Linked DNA regions of Danio rerio: region 1 is linked to region 2. Evidence: chromatin contacts called from public Hi-C data. All regions are on one chromosome and are shown on one strand. The core of a region is the stretch at or near the end of the contact, and the rest is flanking DNA. Distances in the headings are between cores, read along the strand shown.

The links. Hi-C and Micro-C count contacts between places; a contact is called where the count stands out from the background.
Region 1: a Hi-C map of an unstated tissue shows a contact between it and region 2, with 2.4 times the contacts expected there. The contact joins the promoter of spi2 here to the enhancer-like site in region 2.

Annotation. Positions count from the first base shown.
Region 1 is chr4:18,393,142-18,397,803 of GRCz12tu, reverse strand. It overlaps spi2 (Spi-2 proto-oncogene), which reads left to right and starts at 1,785. Exons shown (of 5, transcript XM_009300320.5): 1 at 1,785-1,926; 2 at 2,894-2,990; 3 at 4,127-4,230. The coding sequence starts at 1,924. It overlaps spic (Spi-C transcription factor (Spi-1/PU.1 related)), which reads left to right. Exons shown (of 5, transcript NM_001004621.2): 5 at 1-73. It also overlaps a transcript of apaf1 not described here.
Region 2 is chr4:18,317,181-18,322,067 of GRCz12tu, reverse strand. It overlaps mybpc1 (myosin binding protein C1), which reads left to right. Exons shown (of 31, transcript NM_001007322.1): 31 at 4,878-4,887. Among named protein-coding and RNA genes, the nearest start is that of chpt1, 4.9 kb to the right of the region's middle. Within about 2 kb of position 2,302, at least 4 of the 62 cell types and tissues checked have an H3K27ac peak or open chromatin away from gene starts, as enhancers often do.

The sequences.
Region 1 (4,662 bases), core at 536-3,035, 76 kb before region 2:
TGTATTAAGAGTTCATGCATGTAAATGGTACTGTTTGGAGTCATCAAGGATGCATTAAATTGATCAAAAGTTATTGTAAAGACTTATTGATTTAATGATAGCTTAATGATAATGACTTTTTTAATGATTTCTAACATACAAATCTAATTTGTTTGTTTGCTTGTTTAGACTTAATTAATCCCAAAGGGAAATTCACGTCACAGCAGAGTTCTCCATACTATAAAATAAATTACTTGTATAAAGAGGCAATTATATTAATAAAATTCAATTCCTACTGCACATCTTTGTTTCAAACAACGAGTAGATACTAGTCCATTAGTCCATATCTACAGTACTAATGCTATTAGAATTCTGCATAATTCATCTAGTATGATTTACTATACAATCTGATCACTGTTGGTAAAAATGACTTCCAGTCAACTTTTGTTTATAATTTATTTTAAAAAATTAACAAGTACAAGGATATGTACAAAATATTATATTTAGATATGCAAATTTAAATAGATAACTTTCAATTCATAAAAAGTAACAACAGATGGTTTAACATGATTTCCATTAAAATATTTATACACTTCTTAATATAATATGAAGAAATATTTTAAATCAAAGTTTACAATTATTTCTAAAGGACCATTTGAATATTAATTGACATTATCATTGTTTTTCGATATAAAACTAAAACGACTAAAATCAAATAAATGAAACAAACCCAAACAAACAAATAGATAAGCTAATTTAATAAATAAATAAATATACAAACAAAAACAAACACACCTTACTGACAACAAACTTTTGAACAACAATGTGTAAACATTATCTGGAAACTGAAAACAGATTAATGTTTGTTTTATGCACAAAATATTGATCCAAATAACATTTATTTTTACAAAACAGCAAAAAAAAATATATATATATATTTTTACGCATAACTTTTGACAAAAGGTTTCAAGTTGTTAAAAGTTTTTAACTTCACACCTTTGTAGATTTCAAAAGTCTTTAAAAATCACCATGTTTAACGGCAACTGCAAAAATGATCCAGCTTCTTCTATTCAATAAAATCATATTCATGCTCTAATCTGCTGTTTGTGTCTAGCCAGCCTTCTACTTCTTTTTCAACTTGTTTACATAGTATCATACATGTATCGCTCAAATAAACTTCTCTATCTTGAACAATCCCTTTTCATTTGTTTATGAAACTCTCGACTGTAATCGGTGTGCGCTGTATAAACATTTACGCTGATTTCTTTGCAAATACACTGGGCCGAGCTCATCTCATTTCACAGAGATACGATTGTTTGTGACTGCTTTGTGTGTGTTGTATTACAAACCGATCTCAAATCACCTTCCTCTTTGTAAGATAGCAATGAAACACTAATGCGGTGCGGCTGTATAATAATTTCCATACTGGACAATAAACACAGGTCTCTTACAGACTTTATGATTGAAGTTTTGCGAGCATGTTTTCTTGATTTTAGAGCTCTAGATTAATTTAACAGGAATGAATGTGCGTGGGTTTAGTTCTGTCTGTGTGTCATTGTTAACTGGTGGTGGCTGTTATCTCTAAAAGTGGAGAGGATGTGGTTACTGGTTCCATAAAGGTGGAGGTTAGAGATGTGTGTTCAAGATCATGATGTGTGTATGTGTGTGTGAGAATGGTTGGGCCCACAGAAGCTGTGGTTTTGGGTAAAAAAAAAAAAAAAAGTCTGGTTATTTATGTATGGTCGTAGATCACTGTAGAAAGGTCCGTTCACTCACTTATAAAATGAGTCTGAAACATTTGAGCAAGCACAGTTTACTTTGTAAAGCACATGGCACATAAACAGTAATAGTTTAGCCTTAACTTATTGGTTATTGGTTATTCATTAACAGATTGACACTTGTAACAGGAAAAGCTACAGTGAGGATCACATCTGTAACACTAATATGGTAAGAATCAATGTTTTGTTGTTTTATGTTGCCGTTTTTTATGGTGTCCTTGTTGTGTAGTTGCACATTTAGATAACAAGAATTGGTCATTCACAACATACTTGCTATATGCTTTAGTGTTGTTTAGAGCATGTAAAAAGTGTAAATATATACAGTGATTAGTCGACTTTACTTTAAAAATTAAGTGAGCAAATCCATTTCCTTAAAGGTGTTAAGTAAATGCAGCTAAGCATAATATTAAAAAGTAACAAATCACTTTAACAGTGTAATTATGCATAAGGTCAAAGGTGTCCATATCACATTACATTTACAAAAGTGATGTATTATACAAGTGCAAGTAAACTGTTTCCATCACTTTTGTGAAATTAAAATATCAAAATATGGATGAAATAATGTTCCGGTACCTTTTAGTATAACTGATATATTCATGTAATAAATAAACCAACATACTTATTCCGACCAGTCCTTAAAAAAATAAGTGATTAAACTAAATTTTATCACACTTTTAATGACTAAAAACTCTTTAACAACAAAAGATTTAAAATGACAATTTCTGAATATTTTGCTGCACTGTGATCCTTAAATGGAATATTTTAACATGCATTAAAAATATATAGATTTTTTGTTGCTTGCTTAAAGTACTTATTTAAAATGAGCTGCAACAACACAACTCTTGAGTTTTTGGGGAACAACTTAATTGTTTTTGTGCAATCCACTTAAATTAGCAAATGTACTTAATATTTTAATAAATAAAAAAAAAACGTAACTAAATCGATTTGTGTTGGGACAACATAAAGACATTGTGTGAAACCCAGCATTTTTTTACAGTGTCACCAAAGGATTATTTTTCTAAATGTTGCATTTTCAAATTTATTTTCTGGTATATCAGCTATTGTGTCATTGCAAGCCAAATACTTGGTAGATCATTATTTTGTGTGAGATCAAAATATATATTTCTTCTTACCAGAACAGTCCGCAGGATTATCAGACGGATTTGGAGGTGATTCTGGAATTTCTAGAGGAGCACTACAGGCAGGAATCTCACAGAAAAGCTCTATGGGACAGTAAGAAAACAGCTTAAAGGAACAGCTCAACCAAAAACGAAAAATCTGTCATTATTGACACACCAATGCATGTCAACAAATGCAGACCATTTGTCACCAGTGAACAATTTGCATGTCAAATATTTTATTATTTAATATTAAATTTAATATAAGCATGCTTAAAATCTACTACAAAATCTACTTGATATACTACACTGTAAAAAATGATTTATTGGATTTACAATTTTTTTAAGGTAAGTGGTTGTAGTATATGGGCTGAATTTAAAGAAATTAAATTTAGAATTGTTCAACTTGGGCGACGCAGTGATGCAGTAGGTAGTGCTGTCATGTCACAGCAAGACGGTCGCTGGTTCCAGTCTCGGCAGGGTCAGTTGGCGTTTCTGTGTGGAGTTTGCATGTTCTCCCTGCGTTCACGTGGGTTTCCTCTCGGTGCTCCAGTTTTCCCCACAGTCCAAAGACATGCGGTACAGGTAATTTGTGTAGGCTAAATTGTCAGTAGGGAATGAGTGTGGATGGATGTTTCCCAGAGATTGGTTGCAGCTGGAAGGGCATCCGCTGCGAAAAACATGTGCTGGATAATTTGGCGGTTCATTCCACTGTGGCGACCCCGGATTAATAAAGAGACTAAGCTGAAGAAAACATTAATGAATGAAATGTTCAACTTAATTTGTTTGTTTAAATTCAGCCCATATAAATTGTTTGCAACAACTTACCCTAAATTTGTTTTGCAAATCCAATGAATATTTTTTTCAGTGTACCATTGTTTGTTACAAATGAATAATTACAAATTAATAACATTCAAGATTAATTAATAACATGCAAGTCACAATAATAAATCATCACAAACAAATACAAAGATTTTCTTAGAAACAAAACCACAGTACAGTAATTTGTTTTATCATTGTTCTTTTTATACTGAACTAATTTAATTGAACATTGATTTAAACAAATTGTTTTATTTTAATACCAATTAACATGCACCTGTTGCTCTGAAAACATTGCAGTGAAAAAGGTGTGGAAAGAACCTTTACTCAGAAATTGCTAAAGTTTTACACACAATGGAAAAGAACACCGACTTTAGGGGTTAGGATGCCTGCCTGTTATTACCACTAACTCTTTTTCTAACACACCTGCAGTGACGGATCTCTCTGTCACATCATCCAGTGGCTCTGTGGACACTTCTGCAGAGAAACGGCCAGATGAGGAGAATTTCATCAAAGTTTCAGGACAGGAAACTCAGGTGAAACATTCATGTTAACACTTTGTGTCATTCCTTTTAAGAAATAATGGTACAAAACTGTCACTGGGACAGTACACTTTCAAAAGGTACATGTGCTTGTACCTAAAGGATCCACATTGGTATTTTAAAGAAATGAGTTCACCCAAATATAAAAATCCATCCTCTGTGCTTATGGCATTCTTCTTTTAGACAAACACAACCAGAGTTGTTGTATAATAGTGTTGGGTAGAGTGGCTAATAGTGTTGGTAGTGGCCCTTTTTAAAAGCTAAAAGTAAGTAAAACATCTTACACCACCAAGTGGTTAACACTGTCTTGTGAAGCAGATTGATGAGTTTTCTTAATGGTATATACAGGAATCAGAGATTGAAATACATTCAATACCTTTTTTTAAGACTCTTTGCATACATTTACAGACATTATTACCAGTAACA
Region 2 (4,887 bases), core at 1,053-3,552:
ATCCCATAATGCAACACACTGTAGAAAACAGACTTCACACATTTTTTGGCAGGTCTACGAAATCCCCTAGACCTGACAAAAACACCAATATTTGCACATTATATCATGTTTTCATACTGTCACACATTGCCATATTGTTGTGTTTCCGTCTTGGTAGACTGTGGTCTGTCCTTTAACTCCTCCATGTTAAATCTGTAATGACTAAGTCAGCGATGTACCCTGAAGCACATATAACTCCCTCATGTAAACTTTGGGTTTAATCCGTATTTTCTTTTTCTCCCCCAGTCATCACTCAGGAATAGTTACTACATGTGTTGTTCTCATTCAAGGTAAGCTTTCATATGGTTTCGGGCATATGAAGCTTATATTTCATTCATTCTGCATCCCTTGGTTGCCAGTAATCCCGCTTTTGCTCTTTGCTGGTGTGCAATGCTCGTCAATTCCATTCAAGAAACAAGAATGTTTTACAGAATTCTTTAAGAGCTCAGTTTAAGGAAAAACTGTTCGCTCCATATAGAATGTATATAGTGCATGCTTTTGACAGAATGTTTTACTTTAATATATTGCAATAATGTGAAATAACTTTTGCATTTTCTCAACAGAATCTAACTAAGGCTCTTTCTTCTCTAGAATGGAAGTGCTATGCTAGGCTTGCAAGCATTTTTTCAATGGAAATGCTACTTTATGTTGTGATACTTCAAGCGTTTGTTTGCTTAAATATCCTTTGCATGCTGTGACAAATGGGCTATACCACAAAAGTCTTTTTAAAAATTGTAAAACCATTTATCTTGGTGTAGGTAATAAAATAAAATAATAATATGATGCATTCTGAATGTCAATAGTCCAAAAATATAATACCATCATTCAACACGCTCACACATACTATGATGAGTCCCAGAATACTTGTGTAATACTTTCTAATAGCCAAGTAGTGATTTCAAAGCAAACAGAAAACTAATGTGAATGAATTACTTGGCTGTTACATAGTAAAATCAGATACAGGCTGATTTTGTAGTTGCACAGTTTGCACAGACTTGAAATCTAGAGTGTAAACCTTCTGATGTTAAAGTGCCCTTATTATGCCAATTTATTCTAAATATCTCATACTATAGGTTTAAATTTATGCAAAATTTCTCATAATATATTGTACACTGCTTCTTTTCTGACAGTGCCTGAAATTGGTCATTCAAGATCTATGTAAACCCCTACTTTCAGAGAGCAGACCTGATTGGTCAAATCAACCAGTCTTTTGTGATTGTCTACTGCTTATAGCACATGTTGGAAATCAAACACCCATAACCTTAACTGAAGTTCGACTGGGGGGTTGTTTAGTACTTGTAAATAGTCATATGTAATTATGGCATTGCTTTTAAAATCAAGTTTCACCATGAATCCTAATCTTTTGAAAGTGCACAAATAACAGGCAAACACTATGGAAATACAAAGGTGTTCTGTTATAGGCTACAGTATGTGCAATATAGCTCCAACTACTATGTAAAAGAGCCAAAAACCAGTCAGTGAAAGCTATGCAAGTAACTAAATCTGTTTAATGCGACCTTAAAGAGCACACTAGTGACTAATGTCTAGCGTCTTTGTGAAAGGTGATAGTTCACCCAATTAAAATTCACTCATCATTTACTTACTTGAGGGTTCTTCTATTTAAAAATAAAGAAGGTATTTTGAAGAAAACCTGTAACCATTGACTTCCAGTTGGACAAACAAATATTATAGAAGTAAATGGTTACAGGTTTTCAAAATATCATTTTTCAAAATACCTTCTTTATTGTTTAACAGAAGACTGAAACCCATAAAGGGTTAAAACAAGTAAAGGGTGAGTAAATAATGACAGAATCTTCATTTTGTGGGTGAATTATCCATTTAAGGTGCCTGCCTTTTATGGCAGAGGAATCGATGTTGGTGCCGTGACCCGGATGGGAGTGAGTGAACTATAGAGGCTGAAGTCTTAAGTGTCCTTCCTTGTGTTTAGAATTACAAGTACAATCACATGCTTGAATTAGCTTTTACAGCACAGACAACATGGCCTTAGCCACAACTTGTTTTTAAAGATGGTTGAGATAGACAATCTTTGCAGGCAGCCTTTAAAGACCATAGGCTGGCATTATGCAACCTTATTCCAACATACAGAGGCTAAAGCGGTCACACTAGAGTTTGAGCCTGCGAAATATTGTCATACGGCGCTGTGAAAATGTGTGGGATAAAACGAGATGATGGGACACTATGATAAAACGAGTGTTTGCTCCATATTACACATTTCCGAATGTCATGTCAGAGTTCACCAAGCTTGAACTTTGGAACACAGCAACATGTGTCACACAAGCTTGCGGTTTCGATCTGACATATTCCTGTGTACTATTGGTCAGAAAGTCTATGGGTGTATCTAAAAGTGTATTTATGGAGCTTAAAGTGCCGTATCTGTGGTTTAAGATTGTACTTAGTAAGAACTCTTTTCCAGAATCGGTTCACTCAATCAGAGTCAATAACTCCATTTATTGTGCATTTTGGAAATGTGCAGACCGTCCCAATCTGCTATATTACACCCTATATTAACTGTGATGTTCAAAAAAGCATATAGGGGCACTTTAGAAACTACTAATTTATATTTCACTCAAAATAATGAAAAATTTATCTTGAGATCAAGGAGTCAGATTCAAAACAAAGTCAAGACTTGCATCTCTGCCCCAGCAACACTCCTTCTGCAGATGCTTCCACTGTGTGCTTTGTATATTTATAACTGTGATCATATTGCATAATGCAGCTTAATTTAGAGCACTTTCAACCAACTGCCTTCACAGCTCAACATGCTTCAATAAGAAAAGATGACATGCAGCGATGAAATGAGTTATGAGCGGCTGGATAGCTGAAAAAGCTTGCACAAACATGATTGCACTCACTGCCTCATCATTTGCACTGCACCTGGCAAACACTCACAAACTATCCTGATTTTTAAACACAGTTTCATGGCATTCCGTAATTGTTTTATGTTTTGGTGAATCAGGGGCTTCTCCATATGAATTCACACAGTCTCATTAATATGATTTTGTCATGTTTTTGTCTTTTAAGAATCTTACATTTTGTACAAATTCATATGGTTAAGCATTTAATTTGCCAAAACATAAGATAGTTATGTACTCCCAGAAGATTTCCTTCTCTTTCTTTCTCTCTCTCTTTATCTTTGTCTGTGAATACCTTTTCTGTCTCTTTGGAAATACTTAAGTTGCTCTTATAATTGTCTGAATGTCATTTCATTACAAAATATCAAGCTGATCCTTGTCAAAATTAAGTGCACTTCTTGTATTGCATGCACACTTGTAGTGTATTGTAGTGTAAAAAAAGCTAATAATATATAGACCAATTATATATTTATGAAATTGAAAGCCACTTAAAGAGAGTTTAAGTTTGAGACTATTGAGGTGAAATTTATTTAAATTGTTGTTTAAATAATATTTGGTTGTGTTTTACTTTATTGTCCACTAGTGGAAATTTATCTTTAACTTCAACTACATCATCGTTTACATCATACATATTTCACAAAAATAAAGTCAAAGATGAGTAAAATAATATCCAATCACATAATCATTCCAATCCAATCATTTATGTAAAAAAAAATAAATAAATAAGCGATAATACTGAATTTTGAATTCAATCTTTTGCTGACAAAATTGGTTTGAAAGATAGTCACAAAAAAAATATAAAGTTTCAAAAATACTTATTGTATTACTGTATGCTCCTTTTTGTTTTTACTCAAGTAGTTATTCCACAAGAACTGGCATAAACTGAGAATCTGCAACAGCATACAGAAAAATCCAGATTAATGTCATCTCACCACTACCATTGGGCCACACGGCCCATATTGCAACAGACTGTAGACATCAATATCATCCCATAACTCACATTAAAAACTCAGTTAACCCGATTTACAACCCAGTATTTAAAATTGTAATAGCAGTTGGCACAAAAGACATTTGAAACACTTTTTTCTTTACTTGAGGTTGCTTAAAATGTGTTAACGAGGCGCTCTTACTTTGCTGTATTCAATATAACATTCAAGTTGTCAAGTAGCTCAAGTTCATGTATTTGTAGATGTTCTAAACTTTGCAAATGTATATATACACGAATGGTTACATTGTATATGACAAAAATTCTGGTTATAGTGTAATTGTACATGCAATTGATATTAGTAGGGTACAAATTTGTTTCTGGGCTATTGCCTGTAATTATGCATAAAGGATGGTTATTATTTTAAATACTTGTTACATGTAGGAAGAACACTGTAAAATAATGGGTTACAGCTTATTTTATTGTGTCCTTGTTATAGTGTAACAATTTATTTAACTACAGAGTAATATTAATTAATAACATGCACTTATTATACAGTTTGCTGGGAATGTTTAGGGTTAGTTACATGTAACTATGCATAATTAATTGTAATAACAATAGTAAGAATATAAAACTTGCGCAAGACACCTTTAAAAAAGTGTTACCAAACAGTATTACGCATATTTTAATTAAAATGTAATGTTTTTCAGAACCTTCAGCAGCATATTTCAAAAACTAAGCAAAGTAGTTTTGTGTTGATGTGCTTAACTAGCATGAAAATTAGCAATACTTTATATTTTGTTAATTTAAAAATCAGTTGTTTTGTGAACTATTCTGCTTGAAAACTGGCTTGCATTTCTTTAAATATTACTAGGTTGGTTATTTTGTTATGTGAGGACATTCAGATATTTTGAGATGTGTTTTACCTGCCTAAATGCCTCTTGCAGCAGCATATACACATGTAAAGAACAATTCTGTGTTTCTTTATGTCATCATTTAAGTGTCATGTCTCTGACTGTCCTCATCTTTCCCTCTTCCAGGAGGTTTTAC